Regions from separate parts of the Mus musculus genome. Here region 1 is linked to region 2. The links are chromatin contacts, called in public Hi-C maps. All regions are on one chromosome and are shown on one strand. The core of a region is the stretch at or near the end of the contact, and the rest is flanking DNA. Distances in the headings are between cores, read along the strand shown.

The links. A called contact is a pair of places that touch in the nucleus more often than the background predicts.
Region 1: a Hi-C map of liver shows a contact between it and region 2, with 3 times the contacts expected there. The contact joins two enhancer-like sites. A contact is called at or near these places in 1 of 15 datasets of contacts at CTCF or cohesin (the NIH/3T3 cell line), 19 of 484 Hi-C or Micro-C datasets (the AML12 cell line, the C2C12 cell line, Sertoli cells and 14 more) and 1 of 115 datasets of contacts at active chromatin or transcription factors (trophoblast stem cells).

What each region holds. Positions count from the first base shown.
Region 1 is chr13:114,756,578-114,759,326 of GRCm38.p6, reverse strand. No RefSeq gene overlaps it. Among named protein-coding and RNA genes, the nearest start is that of Gm34790, 60 kb to the left of the region's middle. Within about 2 kb of position 1,371, at least 4 of the 459 cell types and tissues checked have an H3K27ac peak or open chromatin away from gene starts, as enhancers often do. A contact at or near this core is called in liver, where this site is marked.
Region 2 is chr13:114,085,254-114,087,953 of GRCm38.p6, reverse strand. All of the region lies in intron 4 of Arl15 (ADP-ribosylation factor-like 15), which reads right to left. Among named protein-coding and RNA genes, the nearest start is that of A430090L17Rik, 65 kb to the left of the region's middle. Within about 2 kb of position 1,448, at least 21 of the 459 cell types and tissues checked have an H3K27ac peak or open chromatin away from gene starts, as enhancers often do. A contact at or near this core is called in liver, where this site is marked.

The DNA of each region.
Region 1 (2,749 bases), core at 122-2,621, 670 kb before region 2:
GATGATAAAAATGCTAAATTCAGAAAGATAGTTGCTATTTGGAAGATTTCTTTTTTAAAGCATTCTCAATCTTGCTAAACTTAGGTCTTCTTGACAACTCTCACTGTTTTTGTTGTTGTTGTTGTTTTGTTTTTGTTTTTTTAAGACCTCTGGTTCCTGTGGGTATGAGTCCCACCCAGGCCTTGGATTCCCTCTGTTACTTCTAGAACATGAAGTGATGCTTCAAATGAAAGAAGTGTTGTATACCAGGATTTCAGTGAATTAGCAATTCACCTTTTGTATTTCTTGATGATGACTTTCTACATAAAGGAAGCCTCTGTCAACAGGTCTCTCTCTCTCTCTCTCTCTCTCTCTCTCTCTCTCTCTCTCTCTCTCTCTCTCTCTCTCTCTCCCTCCCTCCCTCTCCCTCTCCCTCTCCCTCTCCTCTTTCTCCTCTCTTTCTCCTCTCCTCTCCCTCTCCTCTCCTCTCCTCTCCTCTCTTCTCCTCTCCCCCTCTCTCTCTCCCTCCCTCCCTCTTTCCTCTCCTTCACCTATCTCTTCTCTCTCCTCTCCCTCTCCTCTTTCTCCTCTCCTCTCCTCCCTCTCCTCTTTCTCCTCTCTTCTCCTCCCTCTCCTCTTTCTCCTCTCCTCTCCTCCCTCTCCTCTCCTCTCTCTCTCCTCTCTCTCTCTCTCTCTCTTTTCTCTCTCCTCTTCCCTCCCTTTTCTCCTCTCTTTTTCTTCTCCCTCTCCTCTCCTCTCCTCTCCTCTCCTCTCCTCTCCTCTCCTCTCCTCTCCTCTCCTCTCCTCTCCTCTCCTCTCCTCTCCTCCCTTCTCTTCTCCTCTCCCCCTCTCTCTTCCTCCCTTCCTCTTTCCTCTCCTTCACCTATCTCCTCTCTCTCCTCTCCCTCTCCTCTCCTCTCCTCTCCTCTCCTCTCCTCTCCTCTCCTCTCCTCTCCTCTCCTCTCCTCTCCTCTTCTCCCCCCCTTCCCTCCCCCTCTCTCTCCCTCCCTCAAATTTATTATAGAACAAAATTTTAATGCTCTCAAGCTCTGAATGAAGATGCAAGAAGTATCAGGGCCCTCCCAAACCTTGCAGAATAGACCTCTCTTATGAGAAATTCAAAAAAAAATAAGTTTAATCATCTTTCCTTCATTTTAAAATACTTCTGTTGTCATTGTAAACTCAAATAGTGCTATGGATACTATAATAAGTGAGGACCCAAAAGGGATCTTATGGAGAATTCTAGTTAATTATCCTTTCAAGCAACCTTGACCTCGATATATCAACCTGGGGAAATGAAACTAGGGCCAAAAATTGCACACTGCTGACAAGGGAATCTGTGCTTTGTTCCAGTGTTGTTTGTTTTTCCCAGATTCACCTCCTTGTGACACAATTTCTCCATGACCTGGGTAGGTCAGCTTTACCTTGCCCTGAAGAGGTTCTTCCTACTTGGCGTTGCTTCAGTTGCTCACATTTAATCTTACTACAGTCACCTTTGATCACATTTTGGATGAAGCTGATTGGTTAGGACTTATAGAAATATGTTTTAGGTGAAGATCCCTTCTCTGTGCCATGACCCAGAGCACACCAGCCAAACTAGACCCTAGTCACCACACTGAAAGGCACTTTGAGAGAACTCCTGAGGAAGACATAGGCTGTTGGCACCTTATTGCTAGTGTCATTTGGACAGCTCTCCATTGGGTGGCAGTACATGTTCAGAACAACCCTCCCAGTACCAGCTAACAATAGTTCCAAAAAGGAACTTGAAGTTCTTTTCATAAATTCTAATAATAGTCTCTTTTAGAAAAAAAAACAACAACAACAGCTCATTGGCCATGTAATTGATGAGAGATGAACAAGAACTAAACTAGCTTCCAGATGTTTATGTATTTTAGTCAATTACTGCAGAGCCCATAGGTACAGATATAGCTATCATCACTATTGTATTACCAATATCTCCTCATTCTCTGGCATTCAAGTTTTAAAAGCTAATTCTATGCCAATAGGGATTTAAGGGGAATATTTAAATTATGAGAAATGAATTCACCAGTCTTTTCCATCAAGTGTCTGGGACTCATATTACCATACTTGGTCTCTAAGCTCATTTAAAAGCTGTGATCCTTTCTATCTGGCAGGGTTTTGGGATATAGACATGATCTTGTTTTCAACATGGAATTGGGAGTTGGGGGAGCTGCTAAGTTACCGTTCCCACTGAGTTATGTGTAGAACCATTTGGTCAGTTTTCAATCTCTGACACACTTGTCTTCTAGATTTGACATTTAAACATTAACCTACTCAGACCTGTAAGTTGGAGAAAGCCAGTGACGATGCTCTTGGGGGATTCGTGTTTGGTGCCTCTCTCTTGTGACTGTGTGTTTATGCTGAAGATGCTTTTTAGTTACTTGAGCTAGGGTGCATCTTAGAAAGTGTTTTTCTGGCCACAGACAGATACCATCTGTACTTAAGTAAACGTGGAATTATTTGTAAGGGGGAAAAGATTATTAGCACCAACTGAAAACCAAATGTTCCTAAAGTGAGTCCTTGGAGCAAATGACGGAGGGTTCACAGGGTTTCTTGGAAACGTTTACAAGACGCAGATAGTTTACCTAAGTCATTGGCATTGAGAGACCACTAAATATTGCTTTAACAATTCTTAATGATTTTAATCGTCAGAAATTATAGCTTACACACACACACACACACAACTGGGTGGGAAGGACAGTATATGTGCTTTAAACATACATACTTAAATTGTAAAAAATATTTTGTG
Region 2 (2,700 bases), core at 199-2,698:
GGGCTAAGGTAGCAGAAATAGAACACAGGAGGAGGGCAGGGGCAGGTCACAGAGGGAGGGCCGCTCGCGCTGTGCCAAAAAATGTGAACTTTTATACTTTGGGACATGAGGAGCCACTGCACAATTTGAAGAAGGCAACTGCTAAGAGCAGGTTTCCAGTAGGAGGGGGAAAAAGGCTTGGGAAAATGTGGCGGCAACAAGGCTAGCTGGGCAGTCCAAGGCAGCAGACAGGATGACTGGTCCAAGACATTGCTTGATGCATGGAAGTGCCATTGCCAATGGAACTGGACAAATGGGACAAAAGCAAGAACAGCAACAATAACACAGCCACTCAAGACTCTTCTGGTGTTGGGCTGCAGGCGAGGATGGTGGTCCAGCAACATTGGTATTCAGAAAGAAAGCCATGCATACAGGAAAGAGGATGCCAGGTGAAGCAACAGCATGAAAGTGTTACTTATTGCCAGAGCTCTTAGGTCAATTGTTTAGATGGATGATGAACTCAAAGAAGATGATGGACTCTAACAGAAATTAACTTCACACTTTAAAAGTCTCTCCTGGAGCCTTTGGGTCCCATGGTGGCTGGAGAGGGGTGTAAAAAAGATACTTTGTATCTTTCATCTTTAGTGGTCTAAATACTTTGTAAACATGTCCACATGGAGGAAATGAGTAAAGAGAGCATCCGCCTGCCCATGGTAGTAAATACATCTTTTATTATATATGCAACAAATCAAAATTTTATTATTGATAGATTAACAAAATAAATACTGATAAATTCATTATATAAGCACCTGAACCAAAACCAACTACTGCTTCGTTTGTATTATTAATTCAGTTTAGCTGTCTCCTACACGTAGTGGTTTGCCCTATTTAGAGATGATAGGCACCAATAGCTTCATCTGTAAGGTTAATTATTGCTTAACTGGAAAACATTCCCATCAACTCTGTGTCATGAATACCCCGTCTCAGTTTTTATGGAATTATAGATCAATATAATCTCAGAACCTAAGTCCACAGAACTTTGCCAAAATAAACTAACCTGATTGATTGACCCCAATGATAGAGGAGATCATATTTTGGAAGATGCTATCATAAAATATAAGAATTTCAGACCCAGGCTCTTTGATGATGAAATTAGAGACGAAAACGCCTTATCGAGTCACTGGAAGGAAGGCCTGAGAACAATGAATTCCAGCCAGGAGAATCAGGTTCTATGCCCTGCTTCCATCCGTGCCCAGTGTGACCTTGGGCAGGGCCCCCTCACTCCCCACCCTCCCTTTGCTCATTTTCTTCCTCTGTCTCCACGTGGACTTTTAAGAAGTATTTATACTCTTAAGATGAAAGATACAAAGTATGCCACTTAAGTGGAATGTCTGAGTCACTCTACTCAGAATAGGCGGACCGAGCCACCGACCATCCAGAGCACTGACTATCTTTATCTGGGGGGTGGGGGTGGGGGGGTGCTGTTTCCCAGACTCTATGTCAACAAAGGGACCGGGTCACCTGGGCTACCTGTTTCCCAACACTTCAGTGTAAAAAAGGAAAGTGGCAAAAGAAACTTGGGGTGGGGTGGAGTGGGGGTGGTGATAGTGTTGTGACTGAATCCTACAAGTGATCTATATCTCCAGTGAGCATGTCTAAGGCTCAGAGTTTATTACAAATTCAGGAAGGCTTGCAGGTGAATTTGCATTTTTTTTTTTTTAAAAAGAAAAATCACACGGCAGTCATATATTTTCACGTATATTTAAGGTTCTGGGATCTGTATGTGTGAGACGATACCTCAGCCAAGACAGCTATTAGGTTTGCAATGAGAACATGAGTCTTAATGCCCCGGCTGAGGGTGGAAGGCTGACTGGTCAGCAGATGGTCCTGCCTTAGCTGAAACTGTTTTTGCTCCCCCCTTGACCCCCTAATTCACTTGTCACAGCAACTGAACGAAAACTCTGAGGCAAGAAGAATGTTAAAGTCCAGGATTCTTTGAACATTTCAAACATGCTAATTCTATATAGAGAAAGCCCCCCCCCCCATATAGAAAGCTATGAAATTCCCGTCCACAACCACCCAAGATCTAGCTCCTTGCCCAGAAAGGGGATAAGAAAGTGTCTTTATAACAATGTGTCTAAACTCGCCTAAGTGAAGTGTTTTGTAAAACACAAGGTGCTGTCCAAGTAGCAAGTGGTTTAGATTTGTAGGGGTGGAATACTAATTCCCAGAACCACCCAGGCATGGCCACATTAAGGTTCGTCTAGCGCGTGAGTCAGGAGACTGAATTTTACTGTGGGGCTCTTGCCATTTCTTGAGCACTGCTTGTTCTAAGTCAGGTTTTCAGAATAGCACATCTAGAGGTGGGCGACACTGATGTCAACACGAGAAGAAAACATCCTCCGTTACTAACTCTGCCTTTTGCAGCTGATCATTTCCTCCAGCCTCTGCAAGCGTTCCTGCTCCTAGCCTGTACCTCCTTCAATGTCTGTCTTTAGCAGGGACCTACTTGGTCCTGATGCAGCACTGGGGAGAGGGGGGAGTCCTGGGGTGGCCTGATTCTGACACTTCCCTTCACCATGATACCAACAGCGCTTCCTATGGGAAGGATAAGCGCTCAAAATCCACAGAAGTCTCCCGAGAAAGAGAATCCTTCAGAACCTATCTGGCAACTTCGCTTCTTTGGCACAATTTAAAGTACCGATCCTTGCTTCTTTCAAC